Linked DNA regions of Mus musculus: regions 2 and 3 are each linked to region 1. The links are chromatin contacts, called in public HiChIP or PLAC-seq and promoter capture Hi-C maps. All regions are on one chromosome and are shown on one strand. Each heading gives the region's core, a stretch centred on a gene start, on an enhancer-like site or on the middle of the called end of the contact. The rest is flanking DNA. Distances are from core to core; before and after follow the strand shown.

Region 1 (3,902 bases), core at 604-3,103:
GCCCATTTCAATCCCTACGGTCCCCGTCTGCCAGAAAGCACTCTTTCCTTTCAAAGACAACTCAGTGTGCTGGCCCTAAATGGAAGACAGTCAGAAGCCGGGAATTCCGAGCTCTGCGGACACTACAAAGACTTCCTCAGTCCTTCAAACAGCACGGGGACTGTCCAGAAGCAACAGGGCCCTCAACCAGCCTGTGAGGTGCTGTGACTAGATTCCCCTCGTCCCCACCGGGGGAACCCCTTACACATTCAGATACCTACTCAAAAGCTCATCACCCCGGCCTCCTTTCGAAAGCTCAGGTATTTTTATGTGGAAGAATAAAAATTAAAAATACCTGCCTGGAAGCTACGCCAACCTTGAGTGCATCGGGAACGGACGTGCCAAGCCTGACCCAAAAGCATAGCTATGCCTGGCAGACAGCCCACTCCGTGAACCAAGCAGGACCCAACACCATCCCAGCCTCCAGGATGTTACACCAGCTCCCTGATCCCACAAGGAAACTGTAGCCAGTTTTAAAAATGACCAGTCTTAACTTGGTACCCTGTGTTGCCTGAGAGGTCCCTCAGTCTTATCTAGTGAATCTGCTCCTCAGAGCCAGGGACACGGATGGCACCAGCGGTCATACAAGCCACCCACAGTCCAGAGAGTGAAGACAAGGCTCCTACAGAGAAGGGACTTTATCCCACACACACCTCCTCAGCTGAGGGGCCCTCCGGGGAGGGGAAGACAGGGGCTCCTTCACGCTGGGATTCACTGGGCATTCCTAGAAGCCTTGAATCAACCCCCTTGGGTTTAAAATCCACTTCCAGGAGAGTCTTTCCTTTCCTCTGTCCTAACAGCAGACCAAGTGTGGGCTGAAAAGAATGGCCTCTGGGCTCCAATAACACGAGGACAGTTAAAACTCTGTTCTGGGTGTCCTGTCCTCTTTACCTGTGGGGTTTCCAGCAGCTCTGATGCTGGGGGTGGGGGACCTTGCCAGCCAGGACACGTTCAGAGATGGCCGTAGCCTGCGGCCCATTCCCCTTCTCATTCCTCTGGCATGTCACCAGGGTCTGGGAACGGTGGGTGAGAGGCGGGAGTCATAAGCCACCACCCCCCCAAACTTGCCTTTCTAAGTTTAAACTTGATCTTGTAATACAGGGTGACCAGACTTGAAACGGTGTGTGGTGGGGGTTGGGGGGGGGTGTATATGCAGTACCCCCGGGGACACTTGTCATTAGAATGGGGGTGTGGTCCTCACAAGCTTTTCTGTGGGCTGTGATAGGAAATGGGTGGGCTCTCTCGAAAGGGGCTATATCCCTGAAACGGGGTGGGGGGTCTGGGGGCAGTGTGCAAAGTGGAAGGTGGCCTGGAGGGAACAGAGGGGGGTCATAGAAGAAACAGCCTCTGAGACCGAGTCCCATAGGCAGACGCTCTGAGGTGGGGGTGGGGAAGCCAAGTGAGGGTCTCCTGCAAGCCAAGGAGGTCTGCCCCGGGAGCGGGGCGCCTCTCCCAGAGGTGGGTCCCTGAACACCCAGTACGGGATCGAGGTCCTCAGGCGCCGCAGCGAAGAGCGGCCAGCACAGCCCCGGGCCGTAGGCACCGCAGCCCAGCCGGGCGCTAGGGTGGGATCGGCGGCCGCCGGGCCCCGGCCGCTCCGCCCTCCGTCTCCCGCACTCACCGAGGTCGTCCATGGCTGGTCCTCAGACGCCAGTCCCCGGCTCGATGTCGCCCTCGCTGCCCGTCTCCGGGCTGCTCCTCGCCGCCCCGCAACTTTTCCGCGTCCAGCCTCGGCCCGGAACGGAACCCGCTGCCGCGCTGCCTCCTCCTCCACCACCGCCGCCGCCGCCGGCGCGCGCGCCCGCGACAGGATAGCCCCGCCCCCGCGTGCACGCTGGCCACGCCCCGCCTCCGACCCCCCACCCCCCCAGCACGCCCAATCCCGCAGGGGGCGAAAGCTGGGCGTGGTCGTGGCGCCCCCTGGCGGCTGGACAGGCTGGTGGCGTCTATAGGCCATGAACCTCTGCGTTCAGTCTGACCCGACCTTCTGGCAGACTAGTCACTCAAGAGAGTCGGTGGCAGATTTGTCACTCAAGAGAGTCGGATTTGTCCACCTGTCCCTGTAGGTCACCTCCCAGGAGGATTAAATCGGCTTGCCTGGAGCCTTTGGACTGATGGCAGTGCTAGTCATCCCAGAATAATATCCCAGATGTAGTTTTTGTGAAACAGGGTCTCTCTCTCTCTCTCTGTCTCTCTGTCTCTCTCTCTCAGGGTCTCTCTCTCTCTGTCTCTCTCTCTCTCTCTGTCTCTCTCTTTGGTTTTTCTTTTTTTTTTTTTTTAAAGTATTCATTTGAATTAATGTTGAAACAATTCATGGTTTTTTTTTTTAAAGATTTATTTATTTATTACATGTAAGTACACTGTAGCTGTCTTCAGAAGAGGGCGTCATATCTCGTTACAGATGGTTGCGAGCCACCATGTGGTTACTGGGATTTGAACTCTGGACCTTCGGAAGAGCAGTCGGGTGCTCTTACCCACTGAGCCATCTCACCAGCCCTCTCTTTGGTTTTTCGAGACAGGGTTTCTCTGTGTAGCCCTGGCTGTCCTGGAATTCACTCTATAGACCAGGCTGGCCTCAGAAATCCGCCTGCCTCTGCCTCCTGAGTGCTGGGATTAAAGGCATGCACCACCACTGCCCGGAGAAACAGGGTCTCTTTGTACCTCCAGCCAGGCTGGAACCTGAGACCTTTGTCCTGACTGGTAACATCAGCAGTGGCTGCGACCAACTCTGGCCCCAGATCCAGTACTTTAGAGCTTATGAAACCTTTCATTTTACCCCTTTCCCTGCTTCCCCCTTCCTAGAGACTGCCAAAATTCTGCACAAGGTAGATTTACCCCACATTACAGCAAAGCAAAAACTACCAAAACTTCATTCCCGGATCCTGGCAGATTTGCCCAGGGGACTCAGAAACTGGATGATAAAAGCCTGGTGTAGTAGCTCAGGACTATAATCTCAGCTAGTTGGGAGATGCAGGCAGGTCTTCAAATTCAAGATTACACTGGACTAGAGAAAGAGTAAGGACTAAACTGGGCAATTTATAGGAAGACCTGTCTCAAATTTTAAATTTTTTGAAAACTTTTAAAAATAAATACACACACACACACACACACAAACTGAGTGTGGTGGCACAAGACTATAATCCCAGAATTTAGTAGGCAGAGGCAAGTTTATCAGGAGTTCAAAGTTGTCCTTAACACCACACAGTCAGTTCAGTTCAAAGCCAGCCAGGGCTACATAAGACCCTGTCTCAAAACATACATACATACATACATACATACTTCAAGACCAGCCCAACAAGTAACATAGGACTTAAATCCCCACCCTTAGGAAGTGGAAGCAGGAGAATAAGAAATTCAAGGCCATCCTTAGCTAAATATTGATTATGAAACTACCCTGGGCTATATAAGACTCTATCTAAAATCATTGACAAATAAAAATGTAAACTGTTGGCCAGGCATGGTGGCACATACATTTAATTCTAGCACCCAGGAGGTAGAAGCAGGTAGATCTCTGTGAGTTCCAGGACAACCAGAATTACGTAATAGAAAAACCCGTCTCAAAAAACAACACAACAGCCGGGCAGTGGTAGTGCATCCCTTTAATCCCAGCATTTGGGAGGCAGAGGGAGGTGGATTTCTGAGTTCAAGGCCAGCCTGGTCTACAGAGTGAGTTCCCAGACAGGCAGGGCTATACAGAAAAACCCTGTCTTGAAAACCAAAAGAAGAAAAAAAAATGTTTTTTGTCTCAGTGACAAAGCACCTGCTTAAAGTGCCTGAAGCCCTGGATTTAGTCTGCAGTACTCCCATCCCTAATAGTAGAAAGTGTACACTGTGGTGGTTTGAATGAGATTGGCCCCACAGGC
Region 2 (3,932 bases), core at 717-3,216, 41 kb after region 1:
CAGTTTCCTGCCTCTGTTTCCCTAGTGCTGGGATTGAAGGCACGCAGCAGCACCTTGCTTGGCCTCCTTTATTCATTCTTTCTGAGACAGGAGCTAACATTGTAAAAATAGGCTGGCCTTGAATTCATGACAATCCTTCTGCCTCAGCCTCTGGAGAGCTAGAATGATGAGTGTGAGCACCACAATGGGGTCTTCCTATGTAAACAAGGCTGACATCAAACTAGAAATCCTCCTGCCTCAGCCTCCTGAGCGTGGAGATCAAGGGCGCGTAAGACCCTGCCCTGCTTACTCTATTTTTGGGCTCATTCTGGCTAACCATTTGTGGGGAGACCCCAGGGACAAAGAAAGGGAGCAGCTGGCTTTTCCCACGATGTGGGTGACCCCTGTGGTGGCAGTAAGTAGGGGCTGTATCCCTAGGTGACACAGCTAGACATATGCTTTACAGAAGCTAGACACAGTCATAACTAACGCACAGAGTGTGCGCGTGTGCGCAAACACATGTGCTTTTGGAACAGGCACACGACGCTTTTATCTCTGAGGCTCAGTCTACAGCCTGATTGCAGGTCTCAATCATTGCTGGGTGAATAGAAACGACTTACGTGCCAACTACAGGTGACTCCGTGCACAGGGCCCAAATCTGTTTCTGTTCACGGAGCTGGGGATGTAATGCCTGTATGCAGATGGTGCCTGAATATGTAAATGAATCAGCTGGGCGTGGTGGCGGTGCACACCTTTAGTCCCAGCACTTGGGAGGCAGAGGCAGGCGGATTTCTGAGTTCGAGGCCAGCCTGGTCTACAAAGTGAGTTCCAGGACAGCCAGGACTATACAAAGAAACCCTATCTCGAAAACCAAAACAAAATAAAACAAAAATTGCAGACTCAAGCCAGGCACAGATGGAATCCTAACACTTCAGAGGCTGAGAGAGGAGGGTCCCAAGGCTGGGCTATACTGTGGAGAGGAGACATCTTGAGCCATATAGCAAGGTCATATCAATAAAATAATAATGATTACTATTGATGGTGATGATGATAAGGGGGTCGGTTGGAGAGATGGCTCAGAAGTCATGAACACTTTCGTTCCTTCCATGGGATTCAGGTCTGGTTCTAGCACCCATATGGCAGGCAGCTCATAGTTATTTACAACTCCAGTGCTACAGGATCTGACCCTTCTTCTGGTCTCTGCAGGCACTGCTCACACAATATATACCATATGTGCAGGCAAAACGCTCAGACACATAATGATATATATATATATATATATCAGGACAGCCAGGACTATACAAAGAAACCCTATCTATATCTATATATAGAGAGAGAGGGTTTCTCTGTGTAGCTCTGACTGTCCTGAAACTTGCTTTGTAGACAAGACTGGCCTCGAACTTACAGAGATCTGCTGGCCTCTGCCTTCTGAGAGCTGGGATTAAAGACATTAGTACTACTTGGGGAAAAAAATTTTTTTTTAAAGAAAAAGAAAAGGAAAAGTTGTTAGGGCACTGGCAAGGCCAAGGAAAGTGGTGCCAGGGCAAGAAGACATCAGAGGCAGAAGGGGGCTTCCTTTGCTTGGGTAGGCAAATGAGGGAGCATTTTCTAAGGGGTCATCTGAGTTCAGACCCAGAGGTCGAAAAGCACCAGCTGTCCTGAACACTGGGGTGAAGAGGAGACCCCAACCCAGAGGCTATTAGACCCTAAGGAGAATGCCAAACAATTCCAGCGTGACCAGTGGGAGGGAGGCATTGGAGAAGAGGGAGACCGTAAGGTGCTCAGAGAGAGGCGACAGAGGGGCCTACCTGTGAGCAGAGCAGCCAGCAGAAGGAGTTTCATCTTCAGAAGGAGTGAGGGGAGAACTCCAGTGACTTCCCTCTTTTATACATGGGGCCCCACGCTCCCAAGATAAGGCTGTTTGCTTTGCTCTTAGCCACTCTGGGCTGGCCTTGGTCTATCGGGGGAACAACACAGAGGGATTTGCCTGTAAGAGAAAATAATGCCACAGATTTGCGCCTGGCACTTCCTCCCCAAGGGGATGGTTTCCAGATCTTGGAATCCTTTACTACTCCCCCTAACCCCATTATGACAAGTCTCAGGTTGCCCTGGAACTCATGGGACATCTTTGAACTCCTCTTTACTTTATTAATTTTTTTTTTGAGACAAGGTTTCTAGCCCAGGCTGGCCTCAATCTTGCTGTGTAGCTGAGGATAGCCTTAAATTTTTTTTTTTTTAGATTTAAAAAAAAATATATTTTTAAAAATGCACTCATTTACGTATGAGTGCTCTGTCCGCAGGTACACCTGTAGTCCAGAAGAGGGCATCAGATCCCTTTTACAGACAGTCATGAGCCACCTTGTAGTTGCTGGGAATTGAACTCAGACCTCTGAAAGAACAGACTGCCTGTTGTAGAAATTACTTTAAATCTCAGCCCGAGGTTTCTTTCTTTCTTTTAGATATTTATTTACTTATTTTTATGTATATGAGTACACTGTAGCTGTACAGATGGTTGTGAGCCTTCATGTGGTTGTTGGGAATTGAATTTTAGGACCTCTGCTCGCTCTGGTCGGCCTCGCTTGCTCTGGCCCAAAGATTTATTTATTATATTATAATAAGTCCACTGTTGCTGTCTTCAGACACCAACATCAGATCTTATTATGGGTGGTTGTGAGCCACCATGTGGTTGCTGGGATTCGAACTCAGTTCGTTCGGGAGTGCAGTTGGTGCTCTTACCCGCTGAGCCATCTCGCCAGCCCCAGGCCCAAGGTTTCTACCCCACCTTAGACCATTTAGACTCCGGAACACACACAACAATAAGCTTCAAGCAGCATAGTTGCTGGGCAGCTGCCTACCCTCTGGGCTATTAGAATCTACCTTCCTATCGATAACCCCGAGTTATTACTTACTATATTTCATCTGGACTGCTCTTATCTCCAATTGGTCAGCCCACGTGGTGACGTTTTCCCTTTTTCCTAACCAAAGATGGCCTCTCCTTCCTCTTCTCCTCTCCTTCTTCTCTGACCCCAAGAGTGGGAAACCTAAACACCTAAACCCCACGTATGTCTCTTCTGCCCAGCTATTGGCTGTCTGCATCTTTATTTACCAATCAGAAATAAGTTGGGGCAGGGTCAGAGGTATTGGGGGCTCGCACTTTGCATTACAATAGACGGGCAAAGATGAAAACCTCAGCACAGCCAGCGCTCTTAAGCGCGATCTATCTCACTAGCTCCCTTGTGTGTGCATGTGAGAGTGCAGACGCCACACAGACCAGAAGAGGGAGTCAGTTACAGGGGTTCTGAGCCACCGACGTGAATGCTGGGAATGGAACTTGGTGCTCTGCCACAGCGGTATGATCTTAACCTGAAGCCTGACCCTGAGCTTCTGATACTCCTGCCTCCTCGCACGGCTCCTTAGCCTAGCTTCAAGGGACCTGGGGCAACTATCCTGTTAGACACCGTAAGAAGTCGGGGAGGAAGGCAGGGTGGAGATGACTCCTGCCTTTGTGTCTGGAATGCTTGGGTTTGCGTGGGGGCGGTGTCATTGAATGGTTCTATCTACCATGCCCTCTACAGATGAGGAAAGGCGTTCAGAGAGGTGAAATAATTTGCCTAAGGTCACAGACTGTGAGTAAGCAAGGCAAGGTTGGTTCATGCTTATGTCTGTCAAACTCCAAGCCACGCATCTTAGTTTCTTCCCACTCTGAAAACATCATATTTTTGCTTCCCAGTGCAGGTTTGTGAGAAAATTTTGGAGATGTGGAATCAGACCAGAATGACTCTTGGAACAGTCAAGGACTTAGCAGTTAATGTATAGTCTGTAAACGCCTACAGACTAGAACTTGGGAACTTTTTTTTTTTTTTTTTTTTTTTTTTTTTTTTTGAGACAGGGTTTCTCTGTATAGCCCTGACTGTCCTGGAACTCACTCTGTAGACCAGGAGACCAGGCTGGCC
Region 3 (4,181 bases), core at 993-3,492, 62 kb after region 1:
TGGGGCCTTTCGAATTCTGAAGGATGTTTTAGATGCCCTGTAAACGGAGTTACAGACAGTTGCAAGCCACCATAAGGGTGCCGGGGACTGAACCTTCGTCCTCCGGAACAGCCAGTATTCTTAACTGGGGTCAGTCCCTAGTGACACCACTTCCCAGTCGAATCTTTGTAGCAACTCTTCTGTCCTCTGAGCAGTTTCTCATCTCTACAACAGGATCCCCGAGAGGGCTAGGTGTCTGTGGTGTGTACTAAGGACTGCAAGCTAAACAAACAGCCCAAGGACAGGGGAGGTAAATGCTTAGGGACCCCTCCAGGAAATAAGACCCAAACGGACTGGGATGTGTAGCTCAGTGGTAGAGGCCTTGCTTAACATCCCGGAGGCCCTGGGTTCACTGCCCGTAACCAGCCACAGCACAGAAGAGGAGGAGTAGGTGGCTACATGGTGAACTTGAGGCCTGCCTAGGCTCTACCTCAACGACAGATGAATAATACTTGGGACGTGGCTCTGGCGGAGCACGTGTGAGGTCCAGTCCACTCCCAGCACTACAGAGACAACCAACCAAGGGTCTGGAAATGATTTGATACTTAACAGGAAACAATGCTAAATACTAACACGACAGCCCAGGGTTTTGTATTTCTGTTTAAAATATAGGTCTAGTGTTATCTTTATTTTGTAGCTTTAAGGTTCAGCGGGTAAGCTCTCAGGCTCTATACAGCACTCGGTACCCCGTGAAGACTCAGTACAGCACCTTTAAGTACCTTTGTGAGGACGTGAATCCCAATGGCCCTTGGAGAAGCCCCCACCCCCACCCCAAGTCCAGGGCTGTCTTTGGAGGGACTGGCAATTTTTAAGTCGGGCAGGGATGGAGAAAGTCAGAAAACAGGCAGAGAATGGATGGCCTGGGCAAAACTGTACCATGCAGGGCTACACCAGGATCCCCACACTCTCGGTGGAGGGGGTGGGAGAAAGAGACTCCTCGGACACGCCCTTCCTTCCAAGCATCCGGCCATGCACTCTAGATGCCCGCCACCCTGAGGAGGAGTCACACTGTCTGGAACTGGGGACATGCTGGACATGTGGAGAGACACCCAGGGGGACTTACCGGGGAACTGGTAGGTGTAACCAGGGGCAAGGCCTGTGTAACTCCGGCTGGCGTAGGTCGTGGCTTGGAACCCTGGGTAACCTGATGGGACAAAGCGACGGGGTGAGAAACCTTGCCCTCAGCGGGGGGCAAGGCCAGCTTGGATCTGAGGGTGCTCATAGTCTTCCTACAGCTAGCTTGTCACAGATAAGCCTTAGGTTTCCAGTAGACTTCTATGCACCAAGCCCCAAGCTGGGCACAGCGTTTATCATCTTACAAGACCTCTCAAGTGCTGTATCAGGGAGGCCTGGTGAGGGGCTCACACGGAAACTGAGGCACAGAGAGCTGAAACTGGATAAGAACAACACAACCCTGTTACCCAACTCTTCCCACCCGGGCTCCCATCTTCTTCTGCTCCCGATCTCTCACACAGCTTTCTCTTCCTGCCTCTACGCCCCGACTTGCTGTTTCTCAAGAGTTTGCAGAGATCAGACCAGGGCCCTTGCACACAATGCCATCTCTGCCCGTGGCACCCACACGAGACCACTGAGGCCTTGTTACGCTGGTGTCAGGCAGGTCTCTCCTCTCTCTGCACGGAGGCTACAGTTCCTCCTGCGTCGTCCCGCGATTCCTCTGAGGGTGGGCATTCTATCACCCAGAAGAAGAAAGCCTTCTGTCAGTGCTCACGGAGCACTGGAATTCCGGTTCAGATCCGATTAGCTCCCTGGTTCTCCCTCACCAGCCCTTGCAGGCTCAGCATGTGTGGTGCATGGGTGTGTATGCATGCAAGGGCTCAGCAACTCACGAGTGTCCTTTCCTGTTGCTCTCTGCCTTATTTTATTTTGAGGCTGGGTCTCTCCCAGGGCCTAGAGCTTCCCCACCGTCTACACTGTGTGACCAGGAAGGCCCCAGCACTAGGTTCCAGATGCATGCTTTCACGACAGCGCTGTGGATAAGAACTCCCCGTGACTGCGCAGCTGATGCTCTACCCACTGGGCCATCCCCGCAGCTCCCGACTGACTGCACCATTTATTACTTTTTTCTATAGCTGTTCGAAATCACTTAAGCCAAAAACAACTGACCGCAGACAAAGGTGTTTCTCAAAGTGCTGGATGGGAAGACAACAAAAGAGAGGCAGTGAACCGCCTCATTCCAGCCCCAGACGGTCCGGGGAGGACCAAGACTTGCTTTGAGAGAGCTCCACCTCCAACACACCCTAAGCTGGTCACCTCAGCGAGGTAGAGAGTTCAAGGTCATCCTTGGTTACGAACCAGTTCTAGACTATCCTGGGCTACATGGGTCCGTCTCAAAAAAATTAAAATAAAATAGAGCCAGGCATGATACCACATACCTTTAATCCCAGCCCTTGAGAGACAGAGGCAGGTGGACCTCTGTAAATCTGAGGCCAGCCTGGCCCAGGACAGCCAGGGCTAAAAAGTGAGACGCTGTCACAAACAAACAAACAAACAAACAAGCTGGCAATAGCAAAAAAATTTTTCGGTCAACTAATAATAGTAGGAAATAGTACATTAGATGTAAATATTTCATCAATATAAAACTATAATGCGCTAACACCCCCCCCCCCCGTATGTGCCCACAATTATAAAGATTAAAAAAATACATTATGGCAGTTGAAGGGAGAGGCAGAGGCAGGCAGATCTCTGTAAGCTTAAAGCCAGCCTGGTCTACAGAGCAAGTTCCAGGTTACCCAGTTACCAACAGATCCTGTCTTTAAAAAAAAAAAACCAGTTTTAAGGAAAAGACCTTTCCTCAAAAGACTCAGGAAAAACTCACACATACTGGGCTGGAGAGATGGCTCAGCACTTCTTCATCTCTCCAGCCTTGTCCTGGAACAGGCTAGCCACTAACTCCCCCTGGCCGTATGTTCATCTTCTCAATGTTTGTCTTCACCCTTGATTATTTGTATGTATGTGTTTGTGTATATGTCTGGTCTATGCATATTGCCTGCACGGGGAAAGTGAGGAGCTGCGGGATTCCCTGGAACTGGCCGTGTGGGTGTGGGCAGGCATGAGTCCAGGGAGTGAAACCCGGGTTCTCTACAAAGGCAGTTATGACTTTTAACTGCTGAGCTGGCTTTCCAGCCTGTTTACTCTGTGTCTCTGTGTGTGTGTGCATATGCATGTGAGTATGTGTGTATATGTATGTATGTGTATATGTATGTGTGAGTCTGTGTGCCTGTATTATGATGTGTGTGTGTCTGTGTGTCTCTATGTGTGTATGTATATGTATGTGTATCTCTGTATGTATGTATATATATATATGTGTGTGTGTGTATGTGTGTATGTGCTCGAGTGCCCTCTCATGTGTGCTCCCTAAGGACTGAGCATACATATAACACCTCATGATCTAGGTACTTTTGTGAAATTCACCTTTTTTAAAAAAAAAATTAATGTGGCCGGGCATAGTGGTGTACTTGGGAGGCAGAGGCAGGTGGATTTCTGAGTTCTAGACCAGCCTGGTCTACAGAGTGAGTTCCAGGACAGCCAGGGCTGCACAGAGAAACCTTGTCTCAAAAAACAAAAAACAAACAAACAAACAAAAACCCAACCAAACAAAAATTAATGTATGAGTATCTGCACATACACCTGCTCGCCAGAAGAGGGCGACAGATCCCATTACAGATGGTTGTGAGTCACCCCATGTGGTTGCTGAGAATTGAACTCAGAACTTCTCTGGAAGAAGACACTAGGCAGTGGTCGTACACACCTTTAATCCCAGCACTTGGGAGGCAGAGGCAGGCGGATCTCTGAGTTCGAAGGCAGCCTGGTCTACAGAGTGAGTTCCAGTCCAGGATAGTCAGGGCTACACAGAGAAACCCTGTCTCAAAAACAAACAAACAAAACAACCCAGCACTTGGGAGGCAGAGGCAGGTGGATTTCTGAGTTCGAGGCCAGCCTGGTCCACAAAGTGAGTGAATTCCAGGACAGCCAAGGCTACACAGAGAAACCCTGTCTCAAAAAACCAAGAAAAAGAAAAAGAAAAAAAGAAAAAGAAAACAAAACAAACCAAAAAAAAAACCTCTGGAAGAGCAGTCAGTGCTCTTAACCACTGAGTCATCTCTCCTGCCCCCTTCTTTTAA

Evidence for each region. HiChIP or PLAC-seq counts read pairs in DNA pulled down with a chosen protein or histone mark. Capture Hi-C pulls out chosen DNA fragments and counts their contacts.
Region 2: a promoter capture Hi-C map of liver shows a contact between it and region 1. The contact joins the promoter of Pla2g1b here to the promoter of Pxn in region 1. A contact is called at or near these places in 1 of 39 promoter capture datasets (erythroid cells), 6 of 115 datasets of contacts at active chromatin or transcription factors (embryonic stem cells, heart atrium and intestinal villus epithelium) and 3 of 9 other capture datasets (adipose tissue, liver and pancreatic islet).
Region 3: a contact with region 1 is called in an H3K27ac HiChIP or PLAC-seq map of embryonic stem cells, with 5 read pairs. The contact joins the enhancer-like site here to the promoter of Pxn in region 1. A contact is called at or near these places in 2 of 39 promoter capture datasets (erythroid cells and neural stem cells), 2 of 115 datasets of contacts at active chromatin or transcription factors (both in embryonic stem cells) and 2 of 9 other capture datasets (adipose tissue and pancreatic islet).

What each region holds. Positions count from the first base shown.
Region 1 is chr5:115,504,627-115,508,528 of GRCm38.p6, reverse strand. It overlaps Pxn (paxillin), which reads right to left and starts at 1,853. Exons shown (of 12, transcript NM_133915.3): 1 at 1,661-1,853. The coding sequence starts at 1,673.
Region 2 is chr5:115,464,176-115,468,107 of GRCm38.p6, reverse strand. It overlaps Pla2g1b (phospholipase A2, group IB, pancreas), which reads right to left and starts at 1,966. Exons shown (of 4, transcript NM_011107.2): 1 at 1,788-1,966. The coding sequence starts at 1,821.
Region 3 is chr5:115,442,397-115,446,577 of GRCm38.p6, reverse strand. It overlaps Msi1 (musashi RNA-binding protein 1), which reads right to left. Exons shown (of 15, transcript NM_008629.2): 10 at 1,103-1,183. Among named protein-coding and RNA genes, the nearest start is that of Msi1, 15 kb to the right of the region's middle. Within about 2 kb of position 2,242, at least 8 of the 459 cell types and tissues checked have an H3K27ac peak or open chromatin away from gene starts, as enhancers often do. A contact at or near this core is called in embryonic stem cells, where this site is marked.